Linked DNA regions of Mus musculus: region 2 is linked to region 1. Evidence: chromatin contacts called from public promoter capture Hi-C data. All regions are on one chromosome and are shown on one strand. Each heading gives the region's core, a stretch centred on a gene start, on an enhancer-like site or on the middle of the called end of the contact. The rest is flanking DNA. Distances are from core to core; before and after follow the strand shown.

What was found. Capture Hi-C pulls out chosen DNA fragments and counts their contacts.
Region 2: a promoter capture Hi-C map of liver shows a contact between it and region 1. The contact joins the promoter of Dhdh here to the promoter of Nosip in region 1. A contact is called at or near these places in 4 of 39 promoter capture datasets (cranial neural crest, hippocampal neurons, liver and 1 more) and 2 of 9 other capture datasets (liver and pancreatic islet).

What each region holds. Positions count from the first base shown.
Region 1 is chr7:45,059,780-45,066,072 of GRCm38.p6, forward strand. It overlaps Nosip (nitric oxide synthase interacting protein), which reads left to right and starts at 2,650. Exons shown (of 9, transcript NM_025533.3): 1 at 2,650-2,752. Prrg2 (proline-rich Gla (G-carboxyglutamic acid) polypeptide 2) reads right to left here and starts at 1,873. Exons shown (of 7, transcript NM_022999.1): 1 at 1,809-1,873; 2 at 962-1,113; 3 at 426-607; 4 at 193-232. The coding sequence starts at 1,046.
Region 2 is chr7:45,484,581-45,490,580 of GRCm38.p6, forward strand. Dhdh (dihydrodiol dehydrogenase (dimeric)) reads right to left here and starts at 4,225. Exons shown (of 7, transcript NM_027903.4): 1 at 4,094-4,225; 2 at 3,480-3,591; 3 at 2,161-2,324. The coding sequence starts at 4,183. It also overlaps a transcript of Tulp2 not described here.

The DNA of each region.
Region 1 (6,293 bases), core at 1,400-3,899:
ACCATCCGTGTGCTGGGTTTCTCAGACAAGGGCCATTGTGGAAACAGAGGAGACACCTTGTCAGTCATCCCCGAACAGCATGGGATTGGAGGGAAGGTAGTCCTGTATGTGTGGAGGGGATGTTGGATTGAACTCCAGGGCTAAAGGCTGCTTCCCCAACACAGGACGAGAGGGCTGAGAAGCATCACTCACCTCCCTTGCCATTGTACGTATAGCTTTCCCAGAAGCGCTCCTAGGGTTAGAGAAGAGAAGGAAAAGATAGCAACTGAACACGAAAAGTCATGCCCCGCCCCCACCCCACCAGTCCACCCTGACATAGGAGACCCCATGGAGGTGAGGAGGGAGCTGAAGGCTGGAGCCTGTGATCCTTAACACCTAGAGAAGGCGGACAGGCCCTCGATGCCAGGGTCCTCTGAGGCCCTCACCGTCAGTGTGTTGTCCTCAAAGTACTCCCGGGCCTCCTCCCAGGAGCACCTCTCCTCCAGACACTCCCGTTCCAGGTTCCCAGGGGTCAGCAACTCCAGGTCCCAGTGGTTAGCACGAGGAAAACGCCTGCGGCCAACTAAGAAACTCTGGGCCTCTGGGGCATCCAGGAAGATGTCAAGAACTAAGGACATCAGAGTCAAAAGCAGAGTCCTTAGGATAGAGGACAAAGAAGACAAAGAACTATGGGGTCCTAGGGGTACGGACCAGGCCTGGAGAACCCTGAGCAAGAGGGGACAGAGTTTTCACCATTGGGCATGAAGGAGGAAGACTGGAGTCTGGAACTCTACTTCTGAAGCAGGGGGTGACCATGTGGATCTGAGGGGAGAAGCCGGGGCACAGACCCTAGGATCTGAGGGAGAAGCGTCCGGGTCCAGGAATCTAGGAAGTCTCCTGGCTAGGGAGAGGCAGAACTAAACCTCTGCAAGGCTCTTCTCCAAACACTCACCTTCAAACTTGAAGAGACTCAAACACTCACCTTGGTTTTGCTCTCTGTGAGGTGAGGTGTCCAGGCAGGTGGCCAATCCCATATAGACTAAGAGCAGGGAAGGACGGCCCCTCATACTGTGTGGACTCCCAGATGACAAATGCTGCAGCGGAGTTAGGAGGCCAGGACTCCCTGCCCGCACTCTGCCATCATGATAAAAGCAAGTAACCAACTCGTGTCCCATGCCAGACACCGTGGGTCTTTATCAACTCAGGACTTTATCAAGACAGGGTTTCTCTGTCTGTGTAGCCCTGGCTGTCCTGGAACTCACTCTGTAGAGCAGGCTGGCCTCAAACTCAGAACTCTGCCTGCCTCTGCCTCCCAAGCGCTGGGATTAAAGGTGTGCCACCACTGCCTGGCTCATCTTAATTTTCAAGCCAGTCCTATTACTCCTGCCATTTTTATAGGTGAAGAACGTGTTACCAGGTAGTAAAGTCATTTGCCTATTGTACCAGGTTTTCGAATGTCAGAGGAGGACTTTGGAGGTGACAATGATAAGCACACAGTTGCTGAGGCTTGCTTTCTCTACCTATCACAAACCTGACAACACACAGTAGGCATTTAAACAAGCTCATCATCAACCCTCTTCCCTTCCAGCCCAGCAGATTACATTCCAAGTCAGCCTCCCTCTACCTGTTGCCTCATCGAGCCTCAGAGATCAGAGACTACACGACAGATCAGGTCGTATATTTCTAGGTCTTGAAGGCTTGAGGAGACAGAGCCCTGGGGATCCACAGCCTAGAGCTTGGGTCCCAAGTTTCTAGATCCCAATAACGTGGGGAATCAGGACACCAGATCCTCTGCCCAGGAGTTTCTCGGGGAGCATGCACCCACTTACCTGGCCAGGGCTGGGAGCTCTGCCTCTCTTCTTTAACGAAGGCCCTCTGGGTCAGAGTAGCCAGCTGTGCAAAGGGGTAGGCAAGAGGGGAGGGGAGGAGAGGAGGGGAGCTCCTCCTGGGTTACTAGGCCCGAGCCGGCTACTGGCGAGGGGGCGGGGCTACTGATTACCTTCTTTGGGAGGGACTCAGGTAAGGGACAAAGTACTTAAAGGGACCATAGGATCAAGGTCTTCAGTGCCACGGCCCCACACAGAAGAAACAAGGCTTTCCGACACCATGGAGGGATCTAGGGGGCTTTATTAGAGTCTCCTCTTCCCTACTTGTCCAGCCCGAGTCTCTCTCTACAGACGACTTGGCAGAGCCAGGAAAATAAATCTTAGGTCTCAAGAGATCTACACACTGGTGGGAAGGGAATTCTTTGGTTCCTAGAATAACTGGGCGGTACCACAATAAATCTGTTTCCTGAGGATAACTTGAACAGTTTAGTCTCGAGATCTTTGAAAATTGTTTTTTCTATAATAGGGGAAAGAGTTCTCACTTATCGACTCTTAAGATGCAATGGGGGAAAAAATAAGTAATATATTTGGGGAACTGGATATCAGTCTCTTCGGGTGACAGAGTTAAGTCTCCAAACTCAAACTTGAAGAGACTCAAAGCAACTGCCCCGCTCTGGGTAATGCCTAGAACAGGCTAGGGTGTCTCCCAGAGTCAAACCACTTTCGCTCACCGGAACCTTCGAGTAGTCACTCACGTTTCCGGGGGGATGGAAGAGAAGAAGAAAGCACTTACCAAGCCAGGCGAAGCGCCTCCGCGACTAGGGGCAGAATTATTTCCGGTCTCCTCCTGTCGGGCGGAAGTAGGAGGAGTAGAGTTTAAAAACAGTACTCTTTTTCCGGTTCGGGACGTAGTTGAAGCAACGACAAGCCGGATAACCGCTCTTGAGGTAAGCTGCAGGCGGTGAGGGGTCGCGTCGCCAAGTTTCCTTCTTGTGGGAGAAATTTGCAGTTCTGAGGGAGGTAGGATAAGGTTTCGCACTCCGAATCCCTGTCAATCATTAACAGCGCTCTTGAACGCCTAGGTTGGAAGACGAACTACATTTCCCAGGATGCCTTGTACTGTCTCCCTCATCCTGGCTGGTTGTAGAAAATGTAGTTCCGCAGTAGAGGAGTGATGCGGACCAAGTGAGGGGGAACTTGGGGTTCCCTGTGTTAGTGAGAGTTGAGGTCGGATTTCTAGACAATGGTGAGGAGGGGAATGAGCAGTAGTGGTTTGGACCCTTGAAGGTTCCTTGAAGCAATTAAAATATTTTATTCTGCTTGAGACCGAGTCTCAGTATGTAGCCCTTGCTGTTATAGAACTCGCTATGTAGTTAGCCTCAAACTCACAAAGATCCGCCAACCTCTGCCGCCCAAGTGTTGAGATTAAAAGTGTGCACCACCACACCTAGCACTTATTACCCCCCCCCCCCCGCCCCATTGTTCGTTTTTGTTTTTTGGCTTTTCGAGACAGGGTTTCTCTGTGTAGCTCTGGCTGTCCTGGAACTAGCTCTGTAGACCAGGCTGGCCTCCAACTCAGAAATCCGCCTGCCTCTGACTCCCAAGTGCTGGGATTAAAGGCGTGCGCCACCACCCCAACGATTATTGTATTTTTTTGAGGCAAGGTGACATGTAGTCCAGGCTGCATCGAATTTCACTAAATATCTCTAAGGAGATTAAGATTTATTAGCTGGGCAGTGGCAAAAAAAAAAAGATTTATTTAAAGTAACGAGGGGGGGGATGGGTGGGATTAGGGTGCATGATGTAAAATTCACAAAGAACGTAGGACATTTGAAAGCCCCCAGAAGGAGATTTATTTAAAGGGGTATGGTAGACACATCTTTGATCCCAGAACTGGGCGCAGAGGTAGATGGATTTTCCTGAGTTTGAGACCAGCCAGGGCTACATAGTGAGACACTATCCTGAAAAGAAAAGGAAAGGAAAAGAAAAGAAATGCTTTCCTTTTATTTTATGTAAACGAGGGTTTTGCCTGTTTTTATGATTGTGCACTCCATGTGAATGCACTGTCTACAGAGCCCAGAAGGCCATTAGGTCCCCTAGAACTGGAGTTGTGAACTGCCATGTGTGTGTTAGGTATCAAACCCAGGTCCTTTGGAAGAACAGCCAGTGCTTTTAGCCACTGCCTCATCTCTCCAGCTTCTTAATTTGTTTTTTGTTTTTTTTGTTTGTTTTTTGTTTTGTTTTGTTTTGTTTTGTTTCTTGAGATGCACAACCTGGTACTGAAATTAAAGGCATGCAGTCCCCACTCCTGGCTCATGTTCTTATTTTCAATGAGGTTTATTGGGATATAATTTCACATACTGTATACTTTACCCACTTAGAGCAAACAATTCAGTGGTTTGTAGTATACGCCCAGAATTGTACTGACATCACCACTAACAATTTTAGAGCATGTTCTCTGGGTGTGGTACCACACCTGCACTCCCCTCAGTCCTGAGGAATTGAATGCCTTCTGGCCTCCAAGGGCAGCAGGCAGTAAGCTGCTTCAGAGATGTAATTACTCAGTAGGTAGAGGCTGAACAATCAACAGTTCAAGGTCATCCTCAGATGCATAGAGAATCCGAGGCCTGGACTACATGAACTACCCTCTCAAACTGGACATGGTTAACACCCCCTAAGAAAGATCTTGTCCCACATTCTTTGCCACTTAGTCTTTCTCACCCCCAGTTCTTGGCAGTCTCTAAACTCGTATGCATTTGCCTAATCGGCTGGGCTTTTGTGACTGGCTTCTCTCCCGCACTGTGTTGTTTCTAGGTCTGTCCCTGTTATGGCCTGTTTGCAGATGAACAGTCTGTTGTATGAGATATGCTGTGCCTTATTTCTCCATCAGTTGGTGGACCTTTAGGATTGTCTCTATTGGCTATACGAGGTGCTGCTGTGAGCATTTGTACACAAGGCTTATATGGACGTTCCAGGACAGCCAGGGCTATACAGAGAAACCCTGTCTCGAAAAACAAACAAAACAAAACAAACAAACAAACTATATATATATATTTTTATGTATGAGTGCTCTGTTTACACGTACACCTGCATGCCAGAAGAGGCATCAGATGTAGATGGTCGTGAGCCATCATGTGTTTGCTAGGATTTGAACTCAGGACCTCTGGAAGAACAGTGTTCTTAACCATTGAGCCATCTCCCCAGCCAGTTGTTGTTTTTGAGCAGGGTTTCTCTGTGCAGACCTGGCTGAGCTAGATCTGGCTCTGTAGACCAAGCTAGCCTCGAACTCAGAGATCCGTCAGCTTCTTCCTCCCAGGGGCTGGGGTGAAAGCTATGTATCATGCCTGGCTGTACTGGGTTTAGACCTGGGGGCAGCAAGCACCTTCCTAACTGATCTGGGCCGCAGGCTTACACATGTGCTCTCAGCCAGGGCCTGCTTTGTTTGTTTATATATTAATAGTAAGTTACTACTAATGCTGCTTTGGTTTTTAGAGACAGGGTTTCTCTATGTAGTCCTGCTGAAACCTACTCTGTAAAGTAGGATGGCCTTGAACTCAGAGATCTGGCTGCCTCTGCCAAGTGCTGGGATTGAGGGCTGCACCCCCACCACCATTAGGCTTGTTTTTTTGTTGTTGTTCTCTCCCCCCCCAACCCCCCCCACCCCGTGTGTGTGTGTGTGTGTGTGTGTGTGTGTGTTTAAGACAGGGTCCTACTCTCTAGTCTAGACTGGCCTTGAACTCCTGATTTTCCTTCTACTGATAGGCTATTTCTTCCCTGCCCATGAAGTGAGCCAATTCAAACCAGATTAGATTATATTAAAGGCAGGGTTCATTGGGAAGCTGCTCTTCTGTAGGCGAGCTCACTGGTGCCAAGGATTGAGGCCAGGGAGTCACCATGGCGGGCAGGAGGGGAGGGGAAGAAGAGAAAAAGTTCAAGGTTGGGGGCAGGGTATGTCAGGTAGGGACTGGGGGATGCTGGGAGAACCTGGAGTCTGCTTTGATGTGCACCTCAGTCCCTTCTCCCTTGTCCAAAGCCAAACATCTCCCTCCAGAGTGTGTGTTGCCACTGTAGCTGGCCAGACTGTCTTTGGCTTTTTTTGTTATTTTGTGTGTTTCTTTTGAGACAGGTTCTCTCTCTATAACCAGGACTAGCCTGGAACTCACTGCACAGCCTTCACCTGACTTCAGGCTCTCTGCTTTCCAGGACTTGCAGAACCACACTCTGGCTAGCAGTCAGCTGTTGGGGAAGTCTGCCTGCCTGCTGGTTAGCTTTTGATGGTAGACTGACAATGAATGTCAGTGTCCCCCACTGAAGTCACGTGTGGGGAACAGGTTCCCTACCGTTTGTGTTGTAAAAAATACTTAATCTCAATCTGGGGCTTCTACTTCTACCCCACCTCGATCTTTCCGTTCCCAGATAAAAGAACACAACTTTTATTATTTACAATAAACCTTTTATCAGCATTAATGCTGTGCAGGTATATACCTG
Region 2 (6,000 bases), core at 2,975-5,474, 430 kb after region 1:
AGAGTGAGTTCCAGGACAGCCAGGGTTACACAGAGAAACCCTGTCTCGAAAAACCAAAGAAAAAAAAGAAAAAGAAAAAGAAAAGAAAGAGAAAGAAAAGAAAAAGAAAAAAAGAAGAAAGAAGAAAAGAGATTCTTCTTTCTCTCTCTCCTCTCTTTCCCCTAAAATCTAACATGGAGGCTAAAGCATGCCCCACAGAGTCTGAGCAAGTTCTGCTACATTTGCTAAGGATTACGACAGCATCGTCCTTGGGCAGCCCCTGCTGACTTCACTTTGGGTTGATTTCTTTTATCTTCTGAGAAAGGGACCTTTTTTTTTTTTTTTTTTTAGAGATTTATTTATTATTATACATAAGTACACTGTAGCTGTCTTCAGACACACCAGAAGAAGATGTCAGAGCTCATTACAGGTGGTTGTGTGAGCCACCATGTGGTTGCTGGGATTTGAACTCAGGACCTTTGGAAGAGCAGTCAGTGCTCTTACCCGCTGAGTCATCTCGCCAGCCAGCCCCAACCTTGCACTTTTCAACTAAGTTTTATTTTATTTGTGAATCTGTGTATACACACGTTCATACTTCCAAAGATCAGAAGAGGATGTCAAAACCCCTGAAACTGGGCTGGCGAGATGGCTCAACAGTTAAGAGCACTGACTGCTCTTCCGAAGGTCATGAGTTCAAATCCCAGCAACCACATGGTGGCTCACAACCACACTGCTTCATATGATGCTGGGCATGGAACCCTGGGCTTCCTGCATGCCAGGCAAGTGCTCTATCCACTGAGTTACATACCAGCATCTCTTCAATACCTCTCATTTGGTCACCTGCTTGCCTGCCTTCTTTCCTTCCTTCCTTCCTTCCTTCCTTCCTTCCTTCCTTCCTTCTTTCTTCTTCCTTTTTGAGACAAGGCCTCACTGTGTAGCCCTAGCTATGTAGACCAGGCTGGACTCAGATTCAGAGACAACCACCTGCCTCTGCCTCCTGAGGACTCGAGCTGAACATGTGATCTCTTCTTGGTTGACTGTAGAAACAGTCGCTGATTTTAGGGGCCGGAGAGAACATCTCTGTGCTTAAGAGCGCTTGTTCTTGTAGAGGACCCAGGTTTGCCTCCTACCAGTCAGCCTCATGATACTCCCAATCCCTTCAGTTCTGGCGGGTCTGACACCAACTTCTAGCCTCTGTGGTCATCAAATATACACATGGAAAATTAAATCAAATGAACAACTCTAATATAAATGGGTTCTTAATCATATATATATATATATGTGTGTGTGTGTGTGTGTGTATATATGTGTGTGTATGTATATATATGTGTGTGTGTGTGTATATATATATATATATATAATGTTTATGAGTACACTGTAGCTGTCTTCATGCACACCAGAAGAGAGCACTGGATTCCTTTACAGATGCTTGTGAGCCACCATGTGGTTGCTGGGATTTGAACTCAGGACCTCTGGAAGAGCAGTCAGTGCTCTTAATCACTGAGCCATCTCTCTAGCCCTTTTAGTCACTATTTTGAGGGTCGTACAGTTTGGTGGTAAAATTTGAGTCCCCCGTTAGCTTTTCTGTAGATGACTGGAGCCCTGGAATGAGTTAAAGACTCCCTTCTTCGGATGTTACCTCCCTGTATTGGGGGTGGAGTTCTGAGAAAGTAGCCTTTCATTATCTCCTGATATCTCCTGTTCTCCGGGAGAAGGAAGCTTTTTGTGTGCCTGTGTCTAGCTCTTCCTGGGAGTAGACGCTGCAGAGGCTGAGCCTCTGTTCTTATCTGTGGGCTCCTTAGGTCCACAGAGCAAGCGGTAACCTGCAGTAACTATGAGTGCATCTGGAAAGCTGAGCTCCTGGATGCCACGGGACTCTCCTGAGCTGCTGCTCGGCCTCACACGCCTCCCCACCACTCCCTAGGTAAGTAAGTCTTGCACTAGCAATCCCTAAGCAAAATGGCCTCTGTCTTCTTTGGTTTTCTTGCTTTCTAAATAAGTACTTTTCCTTCAAGTGGGGAGAAATGAACTTGAGTTTGTGACTAGATGCTGGATTCACCCTGGCCAACACAGATTCTGATCCTTTTGTGTGTGTGTGTGGTGGGGGGGGTTGACTGTGGGCAAACCTGGGCAACCATGTTTAGCACCGTATGGATGTGAGAGCGGCCTCTCCAGGCTTACCTCCATAAGGAAGACGCCTTGAGAACGGGCTTTGGCAACCATCTCCCGAACTTCTGCTGCATTCACGCCCATGGGTTTCTCACAAAGGACAGCCTTGCCTGCTGCCAGGCAGAGGAGTACGGCTGGCTTGTGCTGGGGGTGCTGGGTGGCGATGTAGGCCACCTCTAGGGGAGGAGGGAGGAGAGAGGGATGGTCAGCAGCACGGCCAGCAAGAGGGCCTGGCCGCCAACGTTCAGAGGCAAGGCTGTGAATACAGTTCTAGGGTTCTCATTGAGGGGAGACTACCAAGCTTTTGTGTAGTGACAATTTGGAAATTTTGGTTTCTTTAAAAAAAAAACAGAAACATAAGAATATGTTTTCGTTTCAGTCCCAGCTGTGGGATATGGACTGTCCACAGCAGCTGACTATGATTTGCCTTGTGCCCTAGCAGAGGTGTGGTTTGGCCAGCTGCAGAGAGTTTCTGCGATTGTGTGACTTTTGGAATTCTGGCGACTTTTCAGAGGTCTATAAATGCTAGAGTCCCAGAGGTGGATTGTTGGTCAGGGCTTGTGAAGGAGTTATGTACAAAGAAGAAACAAGGAGAAATTAGATATTCTGACAGGGAAGATCAAACTTGCCCATAATCAGCAGTCTCCGATTAACATCCCCCCAAACTCCCTTTCTGACCCCTGGCTTTACTCAGGGGTCTCCTTTCTTCCCTCTCTTTTCTTCTTATGTAGTGTTAGGGGGTTGAAAGGGTGGAAGAACCCACAAAGTAGCAAAAGACAGTTACACTTTTGGGAGGCTGAGGCAGGAGGACAGCCAATTGGAGGCTATGTGTGAGGTCTATCTCAAAAGCCCAAGTGGCCAAGCATGCTTGCCTACACCTTTAATCCCAGTGCTTACAAACTGGAAGCCAAGGCAGGTGGATCTCTGAGAATCTGAAGCCAGCCTGGTCTACATAATAAAGTTTCAGGCCAGCCAGGGCTATACAGTGAGTGAGACCGTCTCTCAAAATAAAATAAAAGTGTGGGATTCAGCTCGGCGGAGCTTTTGCCTAATGTGTGAGAGGCCTTGGGTTCCATATCCAGTATCGCAAAATAAACAAGTAAATAAATTCTTACCAGATTTTCTAGCCTTGGGAGAAACTTAAAACTTAGCCTTGGCTAAGCACAGATTAATATTGTTCAGCCAGTCTCGGGTCACGTGTAAGCCTATTAACTGTCTCCTAACCAGGCCGAGCCTGAGCCTTTCCAAAGACCACCCCTGCAGCCCAGTGCATCTGTAGGCAAGAAGCAGTGCCTAGCTCTGCCCCCACCTCCCTGGTCCAGGCCACTCACCCACGTTTGGGTCCTTGGCCAGTTCCTCATAAGAGCCATAGGCCTTGGGGATGTTGAATTTCTGTGCGAACTCCTCGGCCCGGTTCAGGTCCCTCGCAGCTACCGCTACCACCTAGCGTGGGATTCAAAGGGTTGAGATGTGGAAGACAAAGTAGACGAGCTATGGAGGAGGCTGCAGTGGGGAGCATCTAGCCTCCTCCAAGATGGCTAGGGAAGGTATTACTGGTGGGGAGGGGAAGCAGATTGGGGGGGGGGGCAGACTTAGGCTGTGCTTGGTACATGGCAAGACTGAATAGAGAGGAAAGGGGAGTCTGTAAGCAAGCCCAGGATCCTCCCCGACTGCCCCATGGCTTCGCCTCCCAGCAGCTGATACCTACCCCCTGCAAACCGCGAGCCCCTCAGACTGGGGCGCATAGGAGGTGTGAGCTGAAAACAAATCTCTTATGGCCTTGGGGACCAGAAGGGTCCCCTTCTCTTCTCAGAGTCACTGCCTTAGACCTAGGGACTCTCCTCCCTCACACTCGGGGCTCCCTCGTTCCTCGGACTAGGGACTCTTTCTTAGACCCTCGGCTCCACTCCTCCCTCGGACCCAGTGTCTTCCAAGGGACGTGCACCTGGTGCTCCGAGGAAGGCAGTGAGCTCAGCACGGTGGTAAAGTCGTTGGCAATTAAGCCAGCCGACACGATGCCCCAGCGCAGCGCCATTTTGCACGTCTTCTGCCTGCGGGGGCCGGAGGCGGGGCCAACGCCACCCCGCGCTGCAAGCCGCCCGCTTCCCTTTGACCCTCAGGACACGACCTCAGGACGTGAAACCGCAATCTCTCCACCCGTCTCCTCCTTCCCCTCCTCCCTGCGCCCGCCCTTCTCCCTCCCTCCTTCTCCTTCTCCTTCTTCTCAGTGCCTAACTCTTGCCCAAGCTGGCCTGCAATTCACAATATATATATATAGCCAAGGCTGCTTGCTGACCATAAACTCAAGGCAATCCTCCTGCCTCAGCTCCTTGAGTGCAGCAATACAGGCATACACCACCGTGCCTGTCTTTCAAGTTGCCTTTTTACTTTTTATTTTGAGATGGGGATTTGCTATTGTTATCAATTAGTCTGTGGGGCCCGGGCGTGGTGGCGCACGCCTTTGATCCCAGCACTCTGGAGGCAGAAGCCGGCGAATTTCTGAGTTCGAGGCCAGCCTGGTCTACAGAGTGAGTTCCAGGACTGCCAGGGCTACACAGAGAAACCCTATCTCGAAAAAAAAGCCAATAAAATAAAATAAAATAAAATAGTCTGTGGTCTCAAGAAAATGACCACAGGATCCAAAGTATTTCTGACAAAGCAAACGTTTTACTTCTGGAGAGGACCCAAGTTCTGTCCACTTGGCAGCTCGAAACCATCTTCCAGGATATCCAGTGCCGCCTTCTGTCCTCTGAGGGCACCAGGCATGCACATGGTGGGCATGCATGCATACAGACAAAACTCTTCAACGCATAAAATAAATTAGGAAGGAAGGAAGGAAGAAAAAGAAAATATGGAGGAGGAGGATTCCTTGGAACCAGAGTTGCAGGTGGCTGTGAGCCGTTCATTATATAGATGCTGGGAAGAACAGTAGATGCTCTTAACCTGAGCCCTCTCTCCACCCCCCAGATTATGTCTTTACAAGTCTCTTTAATGATGGAACTTGATTTATCTCACTTGCCGTCGAGAGGGGAAAGAATGTGCACCTTACTGATAATAGCTCCTCTTCACTTACAGCCCAGTTTCATTCTCTCTCGTCTGATCCACTGAACACTGACTGACTGTGCCCAGGTGTTCACAAGTCTCCTATTTAGTAAGGCATAGGAGGCTAATCAGTTATTGTGCTTAACTGATTGAACTAAGTGGCGGCGAGGCAACAGGGACTTTCAGCACTGGAGCGAGGGAAGCCAGGGCTGAGGTCACCTTCTCCTCCCATCTTCACGTAAGCCTTTGCCAGGAAAGACCGTTCCCTGTCACAGGCGCCACAGGTACACGTGCTTAAGATAGCAATCCTCCTGCCTCAGCTTCCCAAGCAGCTCGTACGGACAGGCCTGGATCACAGGCCTCAGAGCTGGTCCTGTGTCCTGTGACCCCTGGAGTTAGGGACAGAGTTGTCTTCCATGTCCTTCTGTTTCTTCTTGGCTTAGCCCTGGACCTCTCTGGGGGTCACTTTTCTGTTCTGGAGACTGAAGTCCCCACAGTTTCTACTTAGAAGAAAGTCTTAAGAGGATTAACTGAGTTCTATGGCCTATTATGTAAATATACTCAACCGGTTGGCAAAGTCTACCTTCACCAAGACTCCAATTTCCCTTGCCTGTAAGACCTTGGTAGCTGGAGGCGGTGCCCAGATTGTAAAAACCCCAAAGAGATCACCAGGAATCACAACCTGCTGTAATTGCAGGGTCTTTATTCAAGTTTGAGCTTAGGTCCCCAACCTTCTTGATGGAACAGGAAAGAGTGAAGCCTCTAAGTGAAGGGGGGTTATAAAGGAAAAAACCCCACAAGCAGGGTTTT